Regions from separate parts of the Mus musculus genome. Here all the other regions are linked to region 2. The links are chromatin contacts, called in public Hi-C and Micro-C maps. All regions are on one chromosome and are shown on one strand. Each heading gives the region's core, a stretch centred on a gene start, on an enhancer-like site or on the middle of the called end of the contact. The rest is flanking DNA. Distances are from core to core; before and after follow the strand shown. Region 1 overlaps Ppp1r12b (protein phosphatase 1, regulatory subunit 12B). Region 2 holds the start of Lgr6 (leucine-rich repeat-containing G protein-coupled receptor 6). Region 3 overlaps Ppp1r12b (protein phosphatase 1, regulatory subunit 12B).

The links. Hi-C and Micro-C count contacts between places; a contact is called where the count stands out from the background.
Region 1: a Micro-C map of B cells shows a contact between it and region 2, with 2.7 times the contacts expected there. The contact joins the enhancer-like site here to the promoter of Lgr6 in region 2. A contact is called at or near these places in 16 of 39 promoter capture datasets (the 3T3-L1 cell line, 3T3-L1-derived adipocytes, the C10 cell line and 11 more), 1 of 15 datasets of contacts at CTCF or cohesin (pro-B cells), 13 of 484 Hi-C or Micro-C datasets (B cells, the C2C12 cell line, the G1E-ER4 cell line and 8 more), 1 of 115 datasets of contacts at active chromatin or transcription factors (embryonic stem cells) and 1 of 9 other capture datasets (embryonic stem cells).
Region 3: a contact with region 2 is called in a Hi-C map of cerebellum, with 2.1 times the contacts expected there. The contact joins the enhancer-like site here to the promoter of Lgr6 in region 2. A contact is called at or near these places in 10 of 39 promoter capture datasets (the 3T3-L1 cell line, 3T3-L1-derived adipocytes, cranial neural crest and 7 more), 2 of 15 datasets of contacts at CTCF or cohesin (large pre-B cells and pro-B cells), 7 of 484 Hi-C or Micro-C datasets (the G1E-ER4 cell line, the HL-1 cell line, the HPC-7 cell line and 4 more), 1 of 115 datasets of contacts at active chromatin or transcription factors (large pre-B cells) and 1 of 9 other capture datasets (embryonic stem cells).

Annotation. Positions count from the first base shown.
Region 1 is chr1:134,853,204-134,856,233 of GRCm38.p6, forward strand. All of the region lies in intron 13 of Ppp1r12b (protein phosphatase 1, regulatory subunit 12B), which reads right to left. Among named protein-coding and RNA genes, the nearest start is that of Gm32670, 80 kb to the left of the region's middle. Within about 2 kb of position 1,633, at least 5 of the 459 cell types and tissues checked have an H3K27ac peak or open chromatin away from gene starts, as enhancers often do. A contact at or near this core is called in B cells, where this site is marked.
Region 2 is chr1:135,103,954-135,106,902 of GRCm38.p6, forward strand. It overlaps Lgr6 (leucine-rich repeat-containing G protein-coupled receptor 6), which reads right to left and starts at 1,323. Exons shown (of 18, transcript NM_001033409.3): 1 at 976-1,323. The coding sequence starts at 1,187.
Region 3 is chr1:134,871,542-134,874,388 of GRCm38.p6, forward strand. Ppp1r12b (protein phosphatase 1, regulatory subunit 12B) reads right to left here. Exons shown (of 24, transcript NM_001368827.1): 11 at 2,398-2,480; 12 at 1,266-1,391. Among named protein-coding and RNA genes, the nearest start is that of Gm51265, 73 kb to the right of the region's middle. Within about 2 kb of position 1,285, at least 24 of the 459 cell types and tissues checked have an H3K27ac peak or open chromatin away from gene starts, as enhancers often do.

The sequences.
Region 1 (3,030 bases), core at 383-2,882, 250 kb before region 2:
CACCAGAGCATGGGGACCCTGAAACACACCCTCCATCCACCCGCCTCAGGTTAGGAGACTGGGATTTCCTAAGAGGAAATAAATCAAAGAGTAATATAGTGCCCAGAGTTACTTTAAGACCCCGAGGAAAAAAGATTGTTATTTAAAGAGGAACAGGAACAATCGTCCGGGTGACTGCCCTCAGCTAAGCCCTATTTGTAAAAACTTCTTAAACAGAACTCTCTTACCCAATGTTCCAGAGCGAGCATCCTGACCCAACATGTACAAAGCAACTTCTCTTCTGATTTTCTGAAGCCCTGCACTTTCCATCAGATTTGAAAGAAAATAGAAAGTCTCCATTTGCTGTGTATCCCGAACTGACTGCTCCCTAATACGAATTTCCATGGAACGCTATGGCCAGTCCCTCAGAGACATCAGGAGATCCGGGCATCATGCTCACATTGGCAAGCTCTTGGTGTGGAATGGTCCAGCTCAGGCCCACCTCTGAGATACCTTTGTGGTCCTGCTGAGGTCAAAGAATGGCAGCAGAGTCCTGACGGTGGTTTTAAATTCCGGCTTTTTTCATTACTAATTCTGATTACTCAAAAGTTCTTTATCCTATCTGATTCTCAACATGCACTATGGGGAAAAGCAGATGGGGCATACAGTAAACTTTCAAAATCATTAATTCCTCTAGTCTAAGCCTTTCATATATATAAATGCTGACTCAAATTCTACCTCCATGAAGCCTATTCTAATTACACGATCCTCCATCATTCACCTTGCTTTTTTCTGAAATCCTAATATATTTGCCTGCACATAATGCTGAACTGAGGGAGGAAATGAGTGTATTATAGATTCTCAACCCTGAGAGTACAAGGTATGGCACATCCCCTTTCTACTATACCGATACTCTGAGCACACCACCAAGCACACGGACATTCATTAGACAGTCACTGATAACTCAGGATCCCATAATTTTAGAATTTTATGCTATCTATATATTCCCTAACTCAAACTAGCTAGCCTGTGGAGAAGCTCGGACTAGAAAGGTTACAAAGCTTGCCTGGAAGACATCAACTGCTTTGTTGAAAGGTAAAGTATGCATCCTACTCGAAAGCCAGGGAGCAATCTACCCTGTGTTGGTTGCTGTCCTCTGAAGAAGTACCAGGAAATCCACAAGGGCCTTCATGTGCTAGAAGCTATTTGCTTTCCAATATTAAAAGAGTTAAAATGGAATATGGGAGATGTGCTCCTCTGAAAATTGATTCAAACACAAACTAGATTCTTTGATGTCATACATCCAAATAGTTCAACTGGCTTTCCTCTGCTGCCACCTGGAGGGCAGAGAAGATCCTACAACTGATCCAGTGTCTACTTATTCAGCTCTGTGATAAGAAAATTCACTTAAAAAGCCACCTCACAAGTTCACAGTGCAGGGACAAAAAGGAACACATTGCCATTTAATTGGTCAAAACTGTCCTAAGAGCACTGTGAAGAGAATTCTGGGTTCAGCCTGGAGCTGGAGAGCAGAAGTAGTAAGCAGTGGTATTTAAAATGAAGGAGCTCTCACTGGCAGACTTTCTGAACACACCACCATTAGCACAGGCACTATGACCGACAATATATAAATGGGACCTCATGAAACTGAAAAGCTTCCTCCTACCACAGACAAACTTGCTCAACCATGAACATAAAGCAAGAAATTGGAAACAACCTAGATGTCCTTTAAGAGAAGAATGAACTTGTAGGCAAATGAATGAAACTAAGAAAATCACTGAGAGAGGTATCCCAGACTCAGACAACTATGGGGTTCCTGAGTTTGTGAATGAGTGGGTCTCTGATTCTTGTGCCTTCTCTTGGGCTTTTTCCTTCTGTTGGTTTGTCATGGCCAACTTCAATTAGGTGGTTTTTATTTTAGGTTATATTTTATTTTATTATAATTTTTAGGAATGAATGAATGAATGAATGAATGAATGAATGAATGAAAATCCAATCACTACAGTAAATGTCAATAACCGAACTGCTACTGTTTCCTGCTGGGTAAGGAAAAATCCGTTCTCTCCAATAAAGTGGCACTGGGTACATTACTCACCCCTTATATTCATGAGTAATTGAGAAACCTAAAATAGACTCTCCAGTTTTTGTTTTGTGTGTGTGTGTGTGTGTGTGTGTGCTTTTATTTGGATATAGTTCAGTGTTTTTAAATTTCTTTTTGGCTGTGGTTTTGCTGTTATATTGGGTTACTGTTTGTTTTTTTGAGAAAGAACTTACAGTTGGGTGGGGAGGTGGGGAGAGGCTATGGAAGGTCTTGGAGGAGGGGGTGAATATGCTCAAAATATAATTAAATTTAAAAAGTGTTTTAAATGTTAAAATATAATTAAAAAGCTAAAAAATAAAGAGTTCTCATGGCACTGAGCAGGACATTGCTAGGCAGAGAACAGGAGCTAAAGCCACTCCGGCATGGGGAGGCTCTGCATGGGGGACAACTAGGAAGAGGGAGATGAGGCAGAGCGTGTTCAGGAGAGGTCTGTTTTCTACTTGGACAGAGTAATGCCCTAAGCAAGGACACAAAATAGATGTGGGAAGAGAAGGATGGGATAAAGACAACTGAGGGAAAAGGACACTTTCAGGTAAGTGGGGCTGAGGCAGGAGGATTACTATTTTTTAGACTAGTCTGGCATATATACTGGGACCTTATCTTAATAAACAAACATGCACAAATAAAAATGAAAAAGAGAGCCAGGCAGTGGTGGCGCACCCCTTTAATCCCACACTTGGGATTAAAGAGTGAATTCCAGGACAGCCAGGGCTACACAGAGAAACCCTGCCTCAAAAAACAACAACAACAAAAAAACAACAACAAAACAAAAAACAAAAAAAAAGGAAAAAGAGACTAAAGAGTAATTCCTTTGCAGAACTAAATAGTCACTCGACATGACTTTAAAACTGATTGGTTCTGCATTAATTTTCAATTTTGTCCAGAAACTGGTCCTCTAAGCATAAAGATCAATTAGAAAAAAATTTCTTATATATAGAAAAATATTTATT
Region 2 (2,949 bases), core at 73-2,572:
ACAAGCCCGGCTGCCTCTTCCTCAGCGATCCTCAATTCTAGGATCCCAAAGCCGAGAGAGCCTCTCTCAGGCCTGAGGGAGCTCTGGCCAGACTTTCTACCCAGATCTTCCCACCTTCTCTCCTTCTTCTAAGGGATAGCAGGGGAGGCCAGGGGGTTTCCTCTCCCTGCAGCAGGGGTCAGGGCCAAGAGGTCCGGGCTATGCTCCCACCCACTCCTGCCCAGGTAGTGATCAGCTACAGCTTCCGGCTCTCCCGATTCTGAGCCGGCTACCCCCAATAGGGTCCCCTTCGTGCACCACCTCACCCCAACTCAGACTCTAAAAATGGTTCTCTGGTTTTCAGTCTTGAAGCCTGCCCACAAATTAGTGTCTCTAACACAGCCTCCTGGGACAAGACTTCAGGGAGGCCTGGGGAGGGGGTAGGAGACCTCCACACAAGAAGATGGTACTGGCAGAGTCCCTAACTAAGGAGAGGAGAGCTGCGTGGACCCTTCACCAAAGCCCCCTGCCTCAGTGGGGCAGTGCCGCTTCCTGCTGTGGTGGAAGAACCCATTTCATCCCTACCAGGGCAAACTTCCCTCACCTCCTAACAGAGCACTAACTTTTGCCTTCATCAATCCTGGGCAGTGTTCTTCTGAGGAGGACAGCAAAAGAATATACTGTCACACACACACACACACACACACACACACACACACACACACACACCACTTTCTTGCTTGGCGTTCACACTGCACTTCACCAGGTCCCACATTAAGCCCATAGGGGTGGGGGAGAAACACCTGGGAAAGGTAGCAGGGAGGCCTAGGCTCATTTCTTGCCTCAGTTTCCCAAGTTCTAAGACTAGCTTCCCAGTCCTTCACTCTTGGAAAAGGAAGAGCCCTCTTGGGGATGCGCATGTCCAAGGGCACCAAACGAGTGTTTGCGGGGCAGGCGGCCATTACGAATAACAGGTACCAGCAGGTGAGTACTCACAGGTAAGCCGTCAGGGGGTCCAGGTCCGCAGGCACCACTGAGAGCCCGAGCTCGGAGCAGTCAGCGGACAGCATGATGCCGTCCTCCTGGCAGTGGCAGGGAGCCGGGCAGGCGGGACGCCCCGGGCCAGGCTGGGGGTCGCTGCCCGCGCGCGCCGATGCGCACAGCACAGCGCAAAGCCACAGCGCCAGGAGCCCAGGCGGGCTGTGCATCTCGGCGGCGGGCTGCGGGGCACCTGGCGGGCGCTCAGACGGGCGAGCGCACGGAGTTGTGCGCGCGCGGCTCACCTCCTGGTCCCGGGCGGGCCCGAGGGCTGCGCCGTCGGTGGGCAACGCCCCCGCTCGACTTGGCTTGGGCGCGGCGGCGGCAGCGGCGGCGGGACGGTGCAGTCAGAGAGGGGCAGGCATTGTTGAGTGATCTTCGTTATTCAGTTTCACAGGCTGGGCTTGGCGAGGGAGGGAGACACGGGGGTGGGGTGGGGGGGCTGGGAGGAGGAGTCAAGGAAACTTTCTACGCTGTGGCTCGCTCCCCTTCCCTCCTTCCTTCCCAGCTGGCAGGAATTTCATCGGGGGCGTGGGGTAGGAGAGGGGCGGTGAAGAAAGCAAAGAAACCCAAAGAAAGCTAGGAAGGGCCAGCACATCAGAGACCTGCACTTGTTTAGAAAGGGTGCCCCAGAGCTGGGCCTATGGGGTCGAATTCTTTTTGACTTTGGGAACAGCCACAGGGTCTCAAGGGACCAGAGACCATCAGGGGAGAAACAAACAAACAAAAAACAAAACAAAACAAAAAAACAACAACAAAAGAGAGTTCCACAGACTTGAGCCCCACTACCAGATTTTAGGCTGATGGGAAAAGAGACCCGAGAGAAAGAGATGTTCAAGGTCACACGGCAGTTGGGGACAGCCTCAGAACTAGTGCCCAGATCACTCCTTTACACCCATTCCGACCAGGGAAGGAAGAAGGTCTCAAGGAGGAAGGACGTGGTCGCAGGTTGGTAGTAGGAATGAGGAGGGGCCCCCTCATTGAGGAGCCACTCCTCAACACCAAGCAACTGGCGTAGATTCCACCTGATGCACAGGGCATGGAAATGAACTCATGTAGACTATAAGATCTAAGGTCTAGAGATCACCCTGAACCTTGATCTCGGGACCCAGGACAGCAGAGGGGCTGCCCTCCGCACAGCTGGTTGCCAGAGCTTGCCAGCGAGTCGGCTGATTGGCGCCACCTGGAGGCCCAGTACTACAGATGCAGCTCAAGCACCTTAAGGGCCCGATTCCATCTATAATCCATCTATAATCCCAGGACCTTGGAGAGCAAGGGCAATAGTGGCTAAAACTGGAGTCAAGACTCAGCTCTCTTCTTAGGCCAGCCTGGGCTAGCAGTGCTTCCTTCACGTGTCCTTTTGCTTTCTCTGGTCTCCAGATCTTTCCCTGAGCCAAGCCCCAGGATGGAACTAGACCAAGTTGGGAGCAGTTTGATCCCCATGGTCCATGAGGACCACACGGAGGTAGCCAAGATACCCTCCACCTTTTACTTCTATATCCCAAACACTTCATCAACCCCTCTCTATCTTTGCGGACGCCGCAGGGCCCGCAGAGGGGAAGCTGCATAGTCAGACCAAGAAGCCAAAAGAACTGTGCTGTGCTTCCAGGGCTCCAGCCGCAGCTGTGATAGAACTACAAGATGAGCCTGTAAGAAGGTCCCTCCACAGCCACACAGACCTGCAAGCAGAAGCCCCCTCTGTATTTACTCTCGCTTACCCCTTGCCTTCACCTTGGCTCTAACCCCTCATACACACACACACACACACACACACACACACACACACACACACACCATTCATGCTGCTCCAAGTCCCCAGCCAAAGCTGGAAAATCACACTTGGGCCCCTTTCCACCTCTGGAGCAGCCTTCTGAAGTGGGCTTGGGCAACTCAGAGCTGAGTGTCCAGCCTGCCCACAGGATGGAGAGTCAC
Region 3 (2,847 bases), core at 35-2,534, 230 kb before region 2:
TTGTCTGTGTAATAGTCAGTGGGCTTGGATGTAGCTCAGTTGGTAGTACGCTTGCCTAGCATGCAGGAAGCCCTGGGGTCAATTTCCAGCCTCATAAGCATGTGCGGTGACAAATGCCTGTAATCTGAGCACTGAGGAGGTAGAGGCAGGTAGATCAAAATTTCAGTTATTTCAGCTATAGGGTGAGTTCAAAGGCCAGCTGAGATTACGAGGCACTGCCTATATAAATAAATACATAAAATACAATGCTATTGAGATCAATGAGCTGTACTTGTATACTTCTCAGAGTAAAGATCTTTCTCAGGATGGACCTGCAGAACTGAAGGCAGCCATGTCTGTTCCCATTGTAGCTTAGTTCCCATTTTCCAACATTAACTACTTGTTTAGAGTCTTCCTCTTAGGAAGAAATAGTTTTGATCACAAGCAGCTAATCTGATGGTCTAAGTCACAGCAAAGCCTGTTTCTAGGGTGGCCATCTAGAAAGCCTAATGATGAAGGCAGGAGGTTGCAGCTAGAAGGGTTAAGTGGAAGTGAAGAAAGAATTCAAAGTAAGCAATGAAAAACAGATTCTTCTATATCAGCAGCAGAATTCAAACTGAAATAGTATTAAGTGTCTCTCGTAGCTTAATGGTTCTGGCAGAGGTGCTTTGCTTGCTGGCTAGCTTGTGGCAAAGGAAATAATTGCAGAAAAGATAGTACAGATGAGATCAAAAGAAACCCGTGTACCTTCTCTGCACACCAAACTTGCGAGTTTCACATCTTGATGGATCTGAGGGCCATTAAAGTCATAAAAAAACAAAAACAACTCAAGTCCCTAAATTAACAGGCTCAATATGAAATGTCTTAAATCCAACAGAAAACTGTCCCCATTGCCCACTCCTTACCGCCCGGTGATGCCCTCCCCCTCCCAACCCTCAATTGTAAAGTCTGATGAAACAACTCTAGTTTTACACAAGGGAAAGCCAGGACTAGGCAAGAACGCATCTCTCCCACTTTCCCCAGAGGTCACCAGATGCTGCTTCAGACTGCAGTTTTAATAGGGCTGAAAGGATGGAGTGTAAAGTCAGGTCTGTGGAGGGGATCGGAATGGGCTTATGTTAACTCATTAAAAGAACAATTAATCTTAAATTAGTGAAAATGTTGATCCCAAGGAACCTAAAAGCCATTCGTTTTTATGGTGCTAATTGGATATAAAAGCATGCACGCATTACCCATACCCATGGTCAGAGTGAAGAAGTCACCTCCCACCCATCTGCAGCTGGTACCTTTTCAAGTAAGTTGACGTGTAAGTGGAAGGAGCGATTGTCTGTGGGGTTTCACTTCCCTTTGCTTCATCCCTCCACAGCTGCCTGGTATGGGAGCCACTCCTTACTAGATTAACAGCTGACTCTCTGTAGAGGCAAGAAAGAACACCAACAACATAGTGATTCCCACACCAATCTGGACTATATAAAGAAAGAAAAGCCAAACGGAAAACTAACACGCTAAAGAAACAGGCACATTTTTCAAGTGATCCTGGTTTGTTTGTTTTTTTCTTATACTACTGTTGGCTTTCTTCTATCGACATTAAAGCCATCTCATCCCACTAGGAACCAAATTCTACTTCACACCAAACAGCCTCACTCCTTTGTGATGAGGACTCCCTCATGACACTCATTTAAAAAGCACTTGCACTGATGTCCAGTTGCAGGCTGCAAAGGAGCTAATGAGGTTTCTACAGAGGGAAAAAGATAGGGAGACTGCTGGTACCTCCTTAGCACTACAGTACTAAGATGTCTGAAGGGCCTGTCATAGTTTTTACACTCACAATCAAGAACTTGGGGTCTTTGCTGCAGAGTCTGTAGGCCTGGAGCAATTCTTCATGGGTTTTAATGTTTACTGAATCACCTAAGAAATTCTGCTAAAATTCAGATTCTGATTCAGCATTGTTGGGCTGCATGCCTTCGGAGAAAGGGTCCAGTTTGAGTATGCCTTGAAATGTAGCAGTATTTTTAAATCTCCATTACTCATCTAATTGATGAGGAAGGCATTAACTTTACTTCCTTATTAATTAGAAGCTGGTCATTTCAAGTAAACAATCTATTCAGTGCTTACTGTGTGGTATACAGTACACCAGGCATGGCTGGGTGGCTTGGGAAACAAAACAGACAGACTGCTTTTACAGAGTCTGCTGGGTATTAAAGCTAACTCACACTTGGAAGGGTCAGGGCCCTACAGACAGACGGTAGCTGGAGTTATAATTTAAAGGGTAAAGAACTGGTGTGTGTGTATTCCAAGCAGAAGGACAAGCACTCCATAAGCTCCTGAGGACATCTGTGGGAAAGGCAGAAGAATAATAGCCAGCTCGCCATGACCCAAGGGCTGAAAGAAATCATCTCTGGCATGTGTTGTGATTACCTGTTCTCCTTTTCTTCAATGTCACTTGTGCTGCTGAGCCTCCGGGGTACTAGCATACTGAAATAGCTTTTGTTTTCTCTTTCCTATAAAATAAAAAAAGTAAAATGCAAGAAAGGTTCAATACTGACACAGCATAAAACACCTCTGGTAAAAAAAAAAAAAAAGCAGGACCCTGCTAGGCATAGTGGCATACTTGCAATCCCAGACCTCGAGAGTAAAAGCAGAAAGATTTCCATTCAGAGCCAGACAGGGCTACAACACTGAGGCTTTACCTTAAATCTCAAGAAGCCCCTACTTGAGGACAGAAAGTGGAAAGGGGAATAGTCACACATTCTCATATCCGACTCATCTTTAATTTGATTTCAAGTAGTATTAAAAAAAAAGTTAGCTTTTTTATTCCTACCTTTCCTTCAGCAATATTCTATACGAAGGGAAATAACTCTCAAGAGG